Regions from separate parts of the Mus musculus genome. Here region 2 is linked to region 1. The links are chromatin contacts, called in public Hi-C maps. All regions are on one chromosome and are shown on one strand. Each heading gives the region's core, a stretch centred on a gene start, on an enhancer-like site or on the middle of the called end of the contact. The rest is flanking DNA. Distances are from core to core; before and after follow the strand shown. Region 1 holds the start of Ngly1 (N-glycanase 1). Region 2 overlaps Top2b (topoisomerase (DNA) II beta).

Evidence for each region. A called contact is a pair of places that touch in the nucleus more often than the background predicts.
Region 2: a contact with region 1 is called in a Hi-C map of rod photoreceptor, with 2.5 times the contacts expected there. The contact joins the enhancer-like site here to the promoter of Ngly1 in region 1. A contact is called at or near these places in 7 of 39 promoter capture datasets (3T3-L1-derived adipocytes, the C10 cell line, the HPC-7 cell line and 4 more), 2 of 484 Hi-C or Micro-C datasets (nephron progenitors and rod photoreceptor), 12 of 115 datasets of contacts at active chromatin or transcription factors (the 230-238 cell line, the SCID.adh cell line, acute myeloid leukemia and 7 more) and 3 of 9 other capture datasets (adipose tissue, liver and pancreatic islet).

Annotation. Positions count from the first base shown.
Region 1 is chr14:16,245,739-16,253,535 of GRCm38.p6, reverse strand. It overlaps Ngly1 (N-glycanase 1), which reads right to left and starts at 4,222. Exons shown (of 12, transcript NM_021504.3): 1 at 4,039-4,222. The coding sequence starts at 4,169. It also overlaps a transcript of Oxsm not described here.
Region 2 is chr14:16,402,606-16,410,402 of GRCm38.p6, reverse strand. Top2b (topoisomerase (DNA) II beta) reads right to left here. Exons shown (of 36, transcript NM_009409.2): 16 at 3,564-3,673; 17 at 3,199-3,291; 18 at 2,998-3,112; 19 at 1,455-1,576; 20 at 1,086-1,234; 21 at 378-609. Among named protein-coding and RNA genes, the nearest start is that of Top2b, 41 kb to the right of the region's middle. Within about 2 kb of position 5,057, at least 2 of the 459 cell types and tissues checked have an H3K27ac peak or open chromatin away from gene starts, as enhancers often do. A contact at or near this core is called in rod photoreceptor, where this site is marked.

The sequences.
Region 1 (7,797 bases), core at 2,973-5,472:
TTAAAAAAAATCTTTTCACCAATGATTTCAGAAGCAAGCATTGATTGCTGGCAGCTTGGGAGTGTTTACCTTCTCTACATTTACTATGTATTAGGGGCAGAGTTTCTCAGTCTTGACCCCCATGAAATGTAGACCACAGCTGAGGGGAGACTCCCTATGCACCACAGAATACTCAACATCCCTGTTTTCCCTGAGACACCACTTAAACAAAATCTAAAGTACAAAATGAGCCTAGCATGTGTCAATGCTAACCACAGATGACTTGTCATGATGCACATCAGCTATCCCCATGGCATACCCAGTTAAAGCTGAAGATGTGCTGCCCACCTCACAGCTTCTCAGGCTCTCCATGGCCGCTGCATGCTGCTTACTGGGCTCTGTCATGCCATAGCAAAGCCCAGCAGAGACGGGCATACCCAGTTCCCAGGTCCCTCTCTATCTTCCTTTGGCTTGTTTCACCTCAAACTCACAATCCCCTTGTTTCAGATCTTAGTTGCTATGAATGTTTAACCCATTTTTAAATTAAAAATGCTAAGCAGACTTGCTTGAGTTCAAGCATAGACTAAGCCCAAAGTCAGCCCTGCCTTTCTATGGTATCCTGGGCATTGAATTGAATTTTGCTTGATTCTCTATCAACTTAATTTTCTCTGTACAGTTTTTTGTTTTTGTTGTCATGCTTTGATGCTTCCCCCATCCATCTCTGTTACCTATTAAATACTTTTGTAAGTTGTAATATTTACTTCACTTTTTAGCAATTATCTTGTATCTTTTCTTGGGAAATTTTTCTGAATATGTAGTTTTTCATGATGTTAAAAGGATAGAATCTTGAGAAGGCAGCAGAATTTCTTGTACTGTGCTCAACTTTATCTTTGAAAATATTTTTGTCTTTTTTGGTGTTTTACTCTCATAGTTATCTACCAAACTATTTAATTTTCAGAAAAATAATATTTGCCTTTGTATTTGAATTAGTTACGGAAAGTCACATTCTCCCTCCCACTTTTTCTGAAACAGCTCTGCCTTAGGAAGGATACAGAACTACCACTGGCCCCTCCTCTAGCATCCACTTTTCTTTTGAGCAAACACTGACTACTTATCAAGGTACAGTAGTGTATACCTATAATCCCAATATGCCAAACGACGGAACTGTTTCAATAACAAAAAACAATTCTCAAACACCAAAAAAACCACAAAACCCCCACTGTAGGGCACAAGACAAAACATTACAAAAATAATTGCATGTGGGAGGAATTTGTACACTAGAGGGGATGGTGACAGGGAAAGAGATGAAGAATAAACAATGGGCTACAGACATGAAATTTCAAAGAACAAACAGTCAAACACTCCACCAAACTTTTCACCTAATTTAATAGAAATAATAATAATAGCAACCACCTCAGTAGTTGCGATATATGTGCCAGGTCATTTATGTTGGGTAGTCCTAGAATAGAGTATTTTTCTTCCTTTTATAAGGTAAACTTAAACTTGGAAATTATATGTAAATTGCCTATAATGACACTTAAAATAGTTGACTAAAATTGAAACTTACTGCTCTGGTTAAAATGTTTATACATATACCACCACACAAGCTGCCAGCAGACTCACCAACTTTCAATTACACTCAATTTCTCTACGTGTCAGTGGCAACCTACATTAAAAATTAGAAGTTTTTTGTCTTCTATTACTTCTTGCATTGTCATTGAAAATTCTCTTTCTCCATTCCATTGGGTTTATTGTTATGATTATGCAGTGACTTCATAATCAATGCCTGTTTCTTCTAATGGTTTCCTCCCGGAAACTCCACTGTAGAAACTGTGAGTCACCTTTGCCTATCCCTTCACTAAATGTCTCATGTTTGGTCTCCCTACTACCTCCTAACATAAAAATATAAAGACAGAGACATTAACACTGTCTTGGAATTGTTCTTTGATGTTACACTGTAGCTGTTTTTCAAACCTTTCTTCTCCCAAATACATTTATATTATTTGAACAAAGAAACTATGTTTGATTCTTGGTTCTTCACTCAGTACAGTTAATAGTCAAACACTATGTGTGCTTTGTAAACAAAACAGTACAATATCAAATATTTATATTAAAGAATAAATGAACTAGGGACAGGGGATCCATTTAGATGGTAGAGTGCTTGCCTCCCATTCATTGAGCCCTGGCTCAATCTGTGGCAGCTCATAACAGCAATTGTGGTAGCCCACACCTGTAACTTAGAGGTGTAGGTAGGAGGATAAGAAGTTCAACATTATTCTTAGGTACATGAAAAGTTCTAAACCAAACTCTGGTTCATGAATCAAATTAGCTAAGCAGCTCACCTGTGATGTCAGGAAAACTAATACAGAGTTGCTTTGTTTTGCTCTTGATAAAGTCCATAGTAAGCTCATCTTATCTAAAATGGGTGGCAGCTTTTGCATACAAATTAGCACACATTTCTTTTGGAGCTTATTTAGATTTATTACTGTTAGGATATGATAAATATTCAAGCAGAAATTTAAGAGTATTATTTCATTGTAGATTTCAGTGACAAGTATCTACTTCAAAACAAGCTAATGCATTTTTATTTGCATATCCATTCTATAAATTGTTCTGATACTGAGGCAAATGAGATGCTGGGACAATATGCCTTCAATAGTGCCTCCACTATGGCACTAGTGGGTTTAAAAGAAAATAGCAATGCAAAGAGGAACCTGATTTTCTCTACCAAATTACAGAAGTATAATTATAATGTGCGGTCAGGGACCAGGAAGACATGGAGCTTTTCCTTAAGAGTTAAGAAGTCACTGGATTTGGACATGAAGAAGCAGGATATCATCTCCCAACCAAGCCAGACCTTGAATTCTAAGAACACAAGGACACTTGTTGAAAACAAACTAAAGGAGCATTTTCTCACATCAACCTGAATCATTTCTCTTACAAACTGCTCTAATTTCCTTTATAAAACAAAAACTCCAAGATCAGAAATGTAAGCCACAGTAAAGGCTGTAAAATGAACCAGTTTCTTTAAGAAATTTAGTAAATATTCATAATGATGGTCATGATCCGAAATAACTGTCTGCATGCAAAGCTATCTTTCAAAGTACTCTGATCTTAGCATCTTTGGTTTCATTGTACTAACAGAATCGAAATGTCTTTACAAATCCATCCTTCTCTTATGTATGGGGGTGGGAGGTTGAAGACTTAAACAATTCAGTATGAAACGCCAGCTGTGGGCTCTGGAGAATCAAGCTTATGAGTTCTTTCAGACACCTTGTACTCTGAGGTGCTGTGAGATCTCAGGGTTAAGCTGAGGTGTCATAAAGGAGGAAGGCCATCTTCACACAAGTCACAATTATGTGCAAGCCCAAATGCTGCATAACATCTGGCATAGAATCACATTATATTCCCTTTTCAAATATATTTTAAATATCACTAATGTCACCTAAATGAAGAATTATGGTTGTGGTGGCACACACCTGTAATCTCAGCTTTTGGTAGGTCGTGACTGGCATGAGTTCTGGGGTACAGATCAAGTTCCATGCCAGTTTGGGGTACAGGACAACACCTCAATGTCTCTAACAACTAACTCTCTAAAGCTGGTCCGCATGAACTGTACAGCCTTTAAACTAAGAATTCCTACAGACTTCGGGTCGGTGTGTTTGTAAGAGCCAGCGCCCAGGGGCTCAACTGAAGTGACCTCCACTGTCTGCCCCTCCGCATCCCTTCCCCACACTCTTTGACCGGAGCGGCCATGGGAGGTGCTGACTCAAACTCCCAGCCAGTTGTGGAAAGTGCTGCACTCAGTACAAAGGTGACTTGACACAAAGTTCGTAACTTAAACTATAAATGTGTCAACCGCCAAACTCGGCGTGAACGTTTAACTGGCACTCGGGCTGAGCCACAGCGCCGGGATCCTGCAGCGAGATGGGACAGCACAGCTGTCAAACTCAGTGACAGCCTCGGCGGGCCCTCGTCGCCCAGCCCGCCCCGCCTCAGGCCCGAGTGTCCGCGGCCCCGCCCGCCTGCGGCCCTCAGGCTCGAGGGCCCCGGCTGCACCTCAGGATGTTGTCGGCGTAGGTGAGCAGCAGCTTGGAGGCCTCCAGAAAGGTCTCCGGGGTGTTCTGGCATAGCTCGGCCACGGCCGGGGACGCAGAGCTCGACGAGCTGCCCAGTGTGGCCGACGCCATGGCTGCGCCGCGGCCTTCGCCACCTCGCGCACCGCGGCCCGCACTGAGCAGGCGCTGAGGAGCGCCTAGGCCGCCGCAGAGGCCTGCGGCCAGAGGGCGGGGCGAGGAGCCGAGGGGCGGGGCGTTCCGGGAGGGGCTAGGGGCGGGGCGAGCCGCGGAGAGGCCGGTTGCGAACGTTGGGGTACGGGGTACAAGGGGCCGAGCCAGTGGAGTAGATCTCGAGCTGTGGTGGCTGCTTGTGTCGGGTAGGGTCCCAGAGATAATTGCACAGCCTTCTTTTTACGGTAGATAAAAGTCTTTTGTGGAAGAAAAGACTCCAGAAGACCGAGCAAGTTTTTGTTATGTCTTTTTTTTGGGGGGTGGGGTGGGGTGGGGGCGGTTATGGGGAAGGGAAAGTGATCATGGTCTGTGGCCTAGGCTGGGCTCACACGGGAATTTACTGCAGTCTTGCCCTTTGGTTACTAGTGTCCGGCTTCAAAAACAGAGCATAGCTCAGAACTCTTCTGGGTTTCTGATTTGTGTATTTTCCGAATTCTGTTGATGAAAACTCAGTTGTTGCTCACAAGGTATGATTCTGATGCAAGGAGCATTTTGGGAGTGTCCTATGGATACTCGCATAAAACCCATATACAATAATAGAATAAAATGAGGAACAAACAAGTAAATAAAGTTTATATACACATTGTATCCTTTGACTCATACTGGCATATCCCTTACCAGTATCCTTAATTTATCTTAGAAAGGGAATCACTAACCTCCTTAGCTGATGCCCTTGTCACTGACATCAACCCTGGAAATTGGCTCCAGCACTGAGCTTCATACTCAGTCCTCATTACTTCTTTTTCTTCTTCAGAAGAGGGTTTCTCTGCATAGTTCTGGGTAAAGTGGAACTCCAGCTATAGATCAGCTTGAACTCAGATCCACCTGATCACTGCCTCCTGAGTACTGGAATTAAAGGCTTGTCTACCACTACCTGGCTTTTTTTTATTACTTTTTAATGTTGAAATGCCACTAAGAGTGCACTTGACCTTGATTTGTAGTCAGGAGTTTTCCATGCTCCACTCACCTTGAATAGCTGGAATTACATATATGAATCACTAGCACGTAGCAGGTACTTGTTGGCTTTGTGTTTTAAAGATATTTACTTATGTGACCTCGTTTGACACTTTATTATCTGTTGTTTTTTAATGTTTCTGGGCAATTTCTTCGGAGAATTTTCAAGAACTTCTGAATATTCATCTGTAAAATATACCTACATTTTTAGCACTTAGGTTTGTAGACCAACTTCAAGAATATTGTTTTCAGCTAGGCATGTTGGCAAATCCCAAAACTTGGAAGGTAGAGGCAGGAGAATCAAATATACATACATACATACATACATACATACATACATACATACATACATACATATATCACTACTACCACCACCACCAAAGACATGAAAGAAGGAGGCAGATGAGGGAAAGGGGGGTTAAAGGGGAGGGCAAAGGTGATGGAAGAGAGATAATGGATGGACTGTGGCCAAAGAACATTGTATATCTATGAGACTTTGAAAGAATAAGTCTTAGAAAGAGAATATTATGTTCAACAAAGTATGTTATTAGCTGTTGTTTAAATTTTTCAGTGGCTAACTACTAGCATTTTTTTTTCTGGTCCATAACAAAGTAATAATTATGTTTGTGGCCCAACTTCAAATGCTGTATTCCCAGCTATTTGCTGTGAGTGTTGACTGATCCTTGTAATCCCAGTATATAAAGGATACAGGCAGGCCAGCTGCTGCAGCCTTGTTAGGAAAAGTGCATTATGGGAGGCAGTTAGGTTTTGAGAGTACATGCTCCTGCCCTATGTCCAGGTTACTCCCTCTGCTTGTGCTTGTGGTAAAGGATGTGAGTATTCAATTTCCTTCTCTGGCTGCCATGCCTGCTGCCATGCAGTTCTGCCATCACGCACTCTAACCTTTGTACCCATAAGCCAAAGTAAATGGTTTTATAAGTTGCCTTGGTTGTGGTGTTTTATCACAGCAATAGAAAACTAGGGTAAGCATGGTTTCAGATATTTTTTGAAAACTTGTGCTGAGCTTGGAAGTAAATTTATCATATTGTGTTATGGAAGTCGTTATTCCTGCAATTCTAGTACCAGCTGCTATTTCTAAAGCGACCAAGAGTGGCATGACCTGAACTGCCCTCTTATGTTGGGCAGCTATCATATCTACAACTGGGATTGGTAGGGGCTCATTTCCCTGGATTACTCCCAGTTCAGGGAAAAGGAGTACCAACATGCAAACTCCTGACTGACAGAAACGAGTACTAAGAGAGTGGGATATTGCTGGGATGAACTTGACCATGTGGTTTTATTTTGTGGGGCTAGGGGAATATTTATAGAAGGCTTTGGGAAGACTTGGGCTAGAAAACAAGATAAATTGTACTGTTTGTAGAGAAAAGGAGATCTAGGGAGCTTAACACTACAGCCAAGGCATGTGCTAGAGAGAAGATGTTTCACATAGTTGAGAAGTTTGCCTTGTACTGGAACAAAGGTAAAGGGTACTCTCTAGCCAAGACCTCACTCAGCAAAACTTCCAGCTTGTACAATAGCCTAAAGTCTTTTCTGATCCCAGAAAGTTACTGAATGAAAAAGTATTGCTGCTAATGTGATTCAAGTGACCCCATCCCTGGCTGGCAGCCACAGTGCCAGGTTTAGACTTGAAGGATACAAGAATGAAGTGTCACAGATCCTACCTCTGTGGCTTCTGAGAGCCTCTGAGGCCAGGCAACATGTGGTATGGAATTCTCTGCATGAAGATACTGAGAGAATAAGAGTCATGATAGGCCATTTTGTAGAGCTGTGAAAGGGAAGCTTGGGTTCCAGTGGAGACCACAAGATGTTGGAGATATCAACGCTATGAGAAAGCTGCCAAGGAGGTCAATAGAGAAGGACCAGCCTAAGAGAGAGATGCAGGCTACTGGCAGGAAAGCTGGAGGTGTGGAGCCCTTAACAGAAGACACGAAGCTACAGGATTTGGTGTTTTGTCCTGCTGGATTCTAGTCATAGTTTGGTCCATTATGTTCTTATTCCCCACTTGGACCTTTTGGGATGGCAATCTGTGCCATATATTGGAAATATGTGATTTGCCTTTTTATTTTACTGAAGGTTGAATTCTGTGATGCTTTGCATCTTAGAAGAGACTTTGGGCTTTTAAACAGTATTAAGACTGTGAAAGACTCCAGGGCATCTATGAAGACCGGGGAGTAGAGTGTGGTGGTTTGAATGGAAATATTTCCTACAGGCTCTAGTATTTGAACTCATGGTTTCCAGTCAGTAGTTCAGTTTGGGAATAGTTAGGTGGCACATCTTGCTGGAAGAAGTATGTCACTGAAAGTAGTAGAGAAAACACCTTTGTTTGCTCTCTTGGCTTCATGCTTGTGGTAAAGGATGTGAACTTTCCATTTCTTCCTATAGCCACCATGCTTGCTGTCTGCTGATATGCTGTCGCCATAACCTTCTGGAAATATCCCTTTGCCTCTGAGCCATTTCTCCCACACCTCATTTTTATTTGTGTGTGTGTGTGTGTGTGTGTGTGTGTGTGTAGCAAGTGCATACACATGCCCTTGCCATGGCATTTGGAGATCAA
Region 2 (7,797 bases), core at 3,808-6,307, 160 kb before region 1:
GTGTGTGTGTGTGTGTGTGTGTGTATGTATTATATATATGTATGTATGTGTATGTATATGTGTGTGTGTATGTATGGAAACTTTTCACAGCTTGATACTTTAACATGTGAGTGTACCAAGAACACCATTCTTTATACAATTCGGAGATTTTAAACCCTGATAAGGTACAAGGTTATTTTAAAATTTCAATAAACAGTTTCACCCCATAAAACTTATCTTCAGACTCATTCATTTATATATTTCAGGTAATCAAATATAAATTTAAATCTTAATAGGATCCTATCTACAACAGCACTAAAATGAAGATTCCATATTTTTCTAGGAGAAATTAATTTTGTCCGTTATTTAAGTAAACAATCTAAGCTATAAAAACTTACCATGGGATGAGGATCCAAACCTTCTAGCATCCGCCTGACATTGTTCACAATTTCTCTAGCATCATAGTTGGGCAGTTTACAAGCCCATCCAGTCCCAATACCCTCAGCACCATTAATCAAAACCATGGGGATTATAGGGATATACCACTCTGGCTCTACACGTTGATTATCATCATAAAGGAACTTAAGCAAGTTATCATCCACAGCTGGAAAAAGAAGTCTTGCCAGAGAGCTATCAAAAAGAAATAGAAGAATATTACTCTGAGAAATGAAACTTTATAAGGACCTAGATTTTAATAATTTTGACTACACATAATAAAATCCACCTAATATTAGTACAAAAGGCATATTTCTCCCAAGCACAAGCCAGTATGAGTCTTTATGTACTTTGATATTTACTTAATTTCTTAAGTGCTTTAATATTATTACATAACTTTGTAAGAATTTCCAATTATTCTGAATAAAATACCTAACCCTTCCTTTCAGTCTAAAAAAATAGCATTAGGTGCAGAATAAAGGTTTATTTTTATTAGCACTGAATTTTTACCAGGAATGCATAAAAATTTATGATCAAATAATTTGAAGTACTCTCCCTGAGCAGAAAAACTAAATGATCCTTTTTTCCCACCATTATCATTCTACTAAACTTTTACTTGATATAACAAACTTAAATTGAACTTTATGTCAATAAGTTAGAAAATTATTTACCTCAACATTGTGAAAATATAACGAGGGCTTGCAGCATCTTTGCCACCATGAAGCCGAGTTCCAAACTGACCAATGGGCTGAAGCAAGTTAATGTTATTACTGCCCACAAAATTCTGAGCCAAATTCACAATAGTCATCATCAATGCTTGCTATGAAATAGAAAAACAGAAAACAAACAAACAAAAAAAACCAGAAGGTTAACAGCCTAAGTTTTTTAGAACTATGCCTCAGTTTGTATTGAAAACAAAACTCAAAATTCTATTGCACTTTCTAAGACCTCATAAAAAGAAAATTCCTCTATTATGAATAATTATCATTTAGCATCCCAAAAAATTACAGTTCTCAGTTGATCCCATCTTCAGTGCTTACTTCTCCATGGTGGTAAGCAGACATCTCAGCAACAGATCCAGCCAGCTGCGCTACTTTCACTTCACGTTTATCATTCCTCTTGAAACAGGTAAACAAAACTTTTCGTTGACCTGGCTTGAAGCCTATTTTTAAAAAGAACAACCCTCCTTTTAAAATAGTTTTAGAACTATTTTTAAAATACCATCACTGCATGAATCTCATCAGTCTCACCTCTTTCCCCAGATCACCTTCATGACTAACCTCTGATAGGCCATGCAACCTACACTCTCTGATCCTCTCCATAAAGTTTGTTAACCATCCTTATCTATCATTTTTATATGTTATAAATAAAATACTTCAAAATATCAACTCTTTTAGTGGCAACATTACATGTTTGGGAAAAAAATGAGATATTTACAGTTCCAAAAGAGTGCCAATTAAAGATCTCCTGGACTTAAAGAGCTATCGAGAGTGCCATACCTCTTCCACAAGAGTCTTTATTGCATGTGACTTATGCCAGCAGTAATGTGAAGTATTAACAAACAAAAGCTTGGTAGTTTCTATTAGCATATCTATAGACATGAACACTTATAAATGTTTACTGCAGTAGTTAAGAACTCATGTAGACTTTAGAATCTTTATAATCTGGATACTCAAGCCATGTGAATGAGCAAATTACTAAACCAGTCTCAGTGTCCTAAAAGCAATTGAAATAGAAACTTTCTAATAACCTCAGTCAAGAATATATGCTGTTTTCTCCTCCTTGCTTGAGACCAATGAACACAGCAATAACCTTATCCATATATGCTGACAGTTGCATCTATCATTGTGAGGCCAGAGCATCAAAGAAGGAATATAATGAAATATGGCTACTTCTTTGAAAATTTCATAATTTAACTGAGGAAACAAAATTAGCTTAAACAATAGGAGGTGCATAGAAGTAGCATAGAAGTTCATGTAATTTAGACTGAAGGAATATTTCATAGAAGGGACACAATCTCAGGCTAGACATAATAGATGGGCAGAACTGTTATTAAATTAATAAAACAAGCAACACAAATGTGAACAAATTTGCTATGACTTATAAAATTGAGGGTAGAGTCATTCCAAATAAGAAAATCAGTCCTAATAGAAAGTTTCTAAATTTTGTAAGTTAGATTATTATAAATTATATAAATTATTTAGATTGGGTTTTGTTATTGAGATATAAAGGCATTTTAAAAACTTAAGTCTTTCATAAATATTTAGACAAAGTTCTATTTTATTTAACTTTTGAAATTTCAATTTTTGAAATTACTTTAATAACAACAAAAAAAAAAAAGTCCTTTAAAGATTTTTCCTGAAAAACTCAAAGAAATAATAAAAACATCAGCTCTTTTACCTCAAAAGCTTAAGCCCTTTTGAATCAATTCTTCATGTTTTCTAAGATTTCAAATAAGAATTTAAATGGACTATAGACTTTGGTATTTTAAATAAGAATTTAAAGAGGCCCATAAGGGCAGCCTAAAGTACACATAATTAAACCATACAGAGTATGCAAGGATGAGAAACTTTGATTACTCACCATCCACAAGAGATGGGATAGATCTCTCATTGTCCGAGTTTGAGAAGAGAATCAATTCCTTGTTGATGAAATCATTGTATGTCAAATGCTTTGTTGCTGTACCATATAAAAATTGCTAGGAGAAAGTTACATAGCAATGATGTCACTCTCGCTGCATAAATCTTAGTCTTACCTTTCCCCCAGATCATCTTCATGACTAACCTCTGGTAGGCCATGTAACCTACGCTGTCTCCGATCCTCCATAAAGTTGGTTAACCACTCTTTTCTGTCATCAATCTTCTTCTTACTAAATGCCTGAAGAAGTCCAAGTAATAATGCCATATATTAAAATTAATTTCATTATAAAACTTGAATTTATAAATGAACTAAAGTGGTTTTCCTAATAACATTGAAGCAAAATTATATTTGAGCTGAGGCTTTTTATTAAAGAAATAATAAAATCAAAATTCACTACTTTAGGTACTATACTTTCAAGAAAGACTTACTTCTCACACAAAACTCGAGAAGGAAACATACAGCAGGAAGAGGATAGCGAAAGAATTTTTTTTTATTCACAATATACTTACCAAGGTGATGGCAGCATCATCTTCAGGTCCAGCATATCTAAACAAAATGCGATGCCTTTCCATATCAGCAAAATATTCCTTTGCTTCTTTAGCGGTACTGGTACCTAATCCTGTATAATTTAATATAAAACAGGGTCACAAATAATGGCTGTTCAAAACCATCACATGAAAAACTTATAGGGAAAGTCATTAAATTGTTACTAATTGATCAATCTTAAGACAGACAAACCAAATATATGCCTCATGACTTAAATATACAATAATACATATTAATAATTGTTTCTGGCAAACAAATCCAACTCAAATATGATCACATTCTGATTTAAGTATCATGTAACAGAAAATAATGAAAAAGAAAGTTGTTACACATTAAATGAAAGGGAAGGAGCACAATGGGAAAATTTTAAGATGTGGGAAATTTACACAGAGCAGCTTTTTTAATGAATTAAAATGAGAAAATATTCATGAAACATGAAAAGGTTTCATTCAGAGATTTAAGAGACCCATAAATCAGATTGCTAACTGTTTGAATCTTAATTTAAAATATTAAATATACATTAATATAATCTTGAGAAATTTAACTTAGCTAGATTTTAAATGTTACAAAAGAATATGGGTATTTGTTAGAAGCACATTAAAGTAGTGACGGTTGAAATACTATAAGGTCTAACAGTAATTTCAGATTAACACTTAGTTAAGAAAGGCTATGTGGCACAAAACCATGATTGTTAAAATGAATAAGTAGCTGTATTCTTATACAATATTTGTGTGTGTGCATGCATAAGATAAAGTTCAAGTGCTAAGAAGAAATTCTGTAAGATTACTACTACTACTACTACTACTACTACCACCACCACCACCACCACCACCACCACCACCACCACCACTACTACTACTACTACTACTACTACTACTACTATTTGTGGGAGTTTAAAATTTTGCTTACAGAACTTTCTTTTTTTTATATCAATACTCTTTATTGTTAGATATTTTCTTTATTTACATTTCAAATGCTATCTCGAAAGTTCCTTATACCCTTCCCCACCCTGCTTCCCTACCTACCCACTCCCACTTCTTGGCCCTGGCATTCCCCTGTACTGGGGCATATGATCTTCATAAGACCAAGGGGCCTCTCTTCCCAATGATGGCCGACTAGGCCATCTTCTGCTACGTACGCAGCTAGAGACACGAGCTCTGGGGGTACTGGTTAGTTCATATTGTTGTTCCTCCTATAAGGTTGCAGACCCCTTCAGCTCTTGGGTACTTTCTCTAGCTCCTCCACTGGGGGCCCTGTGTTCCATCCAATAGATTACTGTGAGCATCCACTTCTGTATTTGCCAGGCACTGGCATAGCCTCATATGAGACGGCTATATAAGGGTCCCTCAGAATTTTCTATTAAAAAAGAAAACCTTCATCTTCCGGTCTGAGCTAGTGCCCTGAGCAGACCATGGGTACTAGGTCTGCACCCAATCACATAATACCCAGGAGAAGGTAGACTCCCAGGGGTTTTAAAACTCCCAGGAGGTCTAACTCGCCCAGGATCATAGGTAAGGAAGTCAAAACACCCACTGCAAACCAGGAGTAACTGGGATCTGCCGAGGATCCAGGGACACAGGTCTGAGCCTGTGCCCTGAGCTGACCTTGGGCACTAGCTCTGCACCCAATCCTACAATAGAAGGAAATAGAGGAAGCCGGACTCCCAGGAGCTCTAATATGCCCATGATCATAGAATCTCAGGAGCTTAAAAACACCAGGATTTCAGGACCCCAGAAGCAGCTTGACTCGCAGGAGCTCTTACACTCAGTATCTCAGGATCACACGATCACAGAGATAGCTGAAATCTAAGGAATTCTGACACAACCAAGATAACAGGAGGGAAAGGCTCCAGTCAGAGACAGTGAGTGAAGGTAGGAATAGAGATAACCAGATGGTGAGAGGCAAGCACAAGAACATAAGCAACAAAAACCAAGGTTACTTGGCATCATCAGAACCCAGTTCTTGTTCCATAGCAAGGTCTGAATACTCCATCACACTGGAAAAGGAAAACTCAGATTTTAAAATCACTTTTCATTATGATAGGAGAAGACTTTAAGAAGGACATGAATATCTTCCTTAAAGAAAAACAGGGGAACACAAGTAAACAGGTGGAAGCCTTTAAAGAGGAAACACAAAAATCCCTTAAAGAAAACACAACCTAAGAGGTGAAAAGGGGGAAAAAAAAACCCATCCAGGATCTAAAACTGGAAGAAGAAACAATAAAGAAATCACAAAGGGAGACTACTGTGGAGATAGAAAATCTAGAAAAGAGAACAGGAGTCATAGATGCAAGCATCATCAATAGGCTACAAGATATAGAAGAGAGAATATCAGGTGCAGAAGATACCATAGAAAACACTGACACAACAGTCAAAGAAAAGGCAAAAGGCAAAAAGCTCCTAACCCAAAACATCCAGAAAATTCAGGACACAATGAGATCACCAAACCTAATGATAGTAGCTATATAAGAGAGTGAAGATTCCCAACTTAAAGGGCCAATAAATATCTACAACAAAATTATAGAAGAAAACTTCCCTAACCTAAACAAAGAGATGCCCATGAACATACAAGAAGCATACAGAACTCCAAATAGACTAGACCAAAAAGAAATCCCTCCTGTCACATGATAATCAAAACACCAAATGCACAAAACACAGAAAGAATATTAAAAGCAATAAGGGGAAAAAGGTCAAGTAACATATAAAGGCAGACCTATCAGAACTACAGCAGACTTCTCACCAGAGATCATAAAAGTCAGAAGATCCTGGACAGACAACATAAAGACCCTAAGAAAACACAAATGCCAGCCCAGGCTACTATACCCAGCAAAACTCTCAATTAGCATAGATGGAGAAACCAAGATATTCCATGACAAAACTAAATTTACACAATAAATTTCCACAAATCCATCCCTACAAAGGATAACAGATAGAAAATGCCAACACAAGGAGGGAAACTTCACCCTAGAAAAAGCAAGAAAGTAATCTTCTTCCAACAAACCCAAAAGAAGATAGCAACACAAACATAATTCAACCTCTAACAATAAAAATAACAGGAAGCAACAATCACTTTCCCTACTATCTCTTAACATCAATGGACTCAATTCCCCAATAAAAAGACATGGACTAGCGGCCTGGATACATAAAAAGGACCCAATATCTTGCTGCATACAGGAAATGCACCTCAGTGACAAGGAAAGACACTATTTCAGAGTAAAACTCTGGAAAACAATTTGCCAAGCAAATGATCCCAAGAAACAAGCTGGAGTAGCCATTCTAATATTGAATACAATCGACTTTCAACCTAAAGTTATCAAAAAAGATAAAGAAGGCCACTTCATACTTGTTGAAGGAAAAATCTACCAAGAAGAACTCTCGATTCTGAACATCTATGCTCAAAATGAAAGGGTACCCATCTTCATAAAGTAACTTTATTAACTCTCAAAGCACACATTGCACCTTACACAATAATAGCGGGAGACTTTAACACCCCGTTCTCATCAATGGACAGATCATGGAAACAGAAACTAAACAGAGACACACTGAAACTAACAGAAGTTATGAACCAAATGGATCTAACAGATATCTATAGAATATTTTATCCTAAAACAAAAGAATATACCTTCTCAGCACCTCACGGTACCTTCTCCAAAACTGAGCCTCAAAAACAGACCTCAACAGATACAAGACTGAAATAATCCCATGCATCCTTTCAGATCACCATGGACTAAAGCTAGTCTTCAATAACATCAAAATAAATAAATAAATAAATAAATAGCCCACATACACATGGAAACTGAACAACGCACTACTCAATAACTTGGAGAAGGAAGGAAGGGAGGGAGGGAGGGAGGGAGGGAGGGAGGGAGGGAGGGAGGGAGGGAGGGAGGGAGGGAGGGAGGGAGGGAGGGAGGGAGGGAGGGAAAGGAAAGACTTTTTAGAATTTAATGAAAATGAAGGCACCCACCTCATACCAAAACTTATAGGACAAAATGAAAGCAGTGCTAAGTAAAAATCTCATAGCTCTGAGTGCCTACAAAAAAGAAAGTGGAGAGAACATACACTAGCAGCTTGACAGAACACCTGAAAGCTCTAGGAGAAAAAGAAGCAAATACACCCAAGAGGAGTAGACAGCAGGAAATAATCAAACTCACGGGTGAAATCAACCACATAGAAACAACAAAATCAGGAGCTGGTT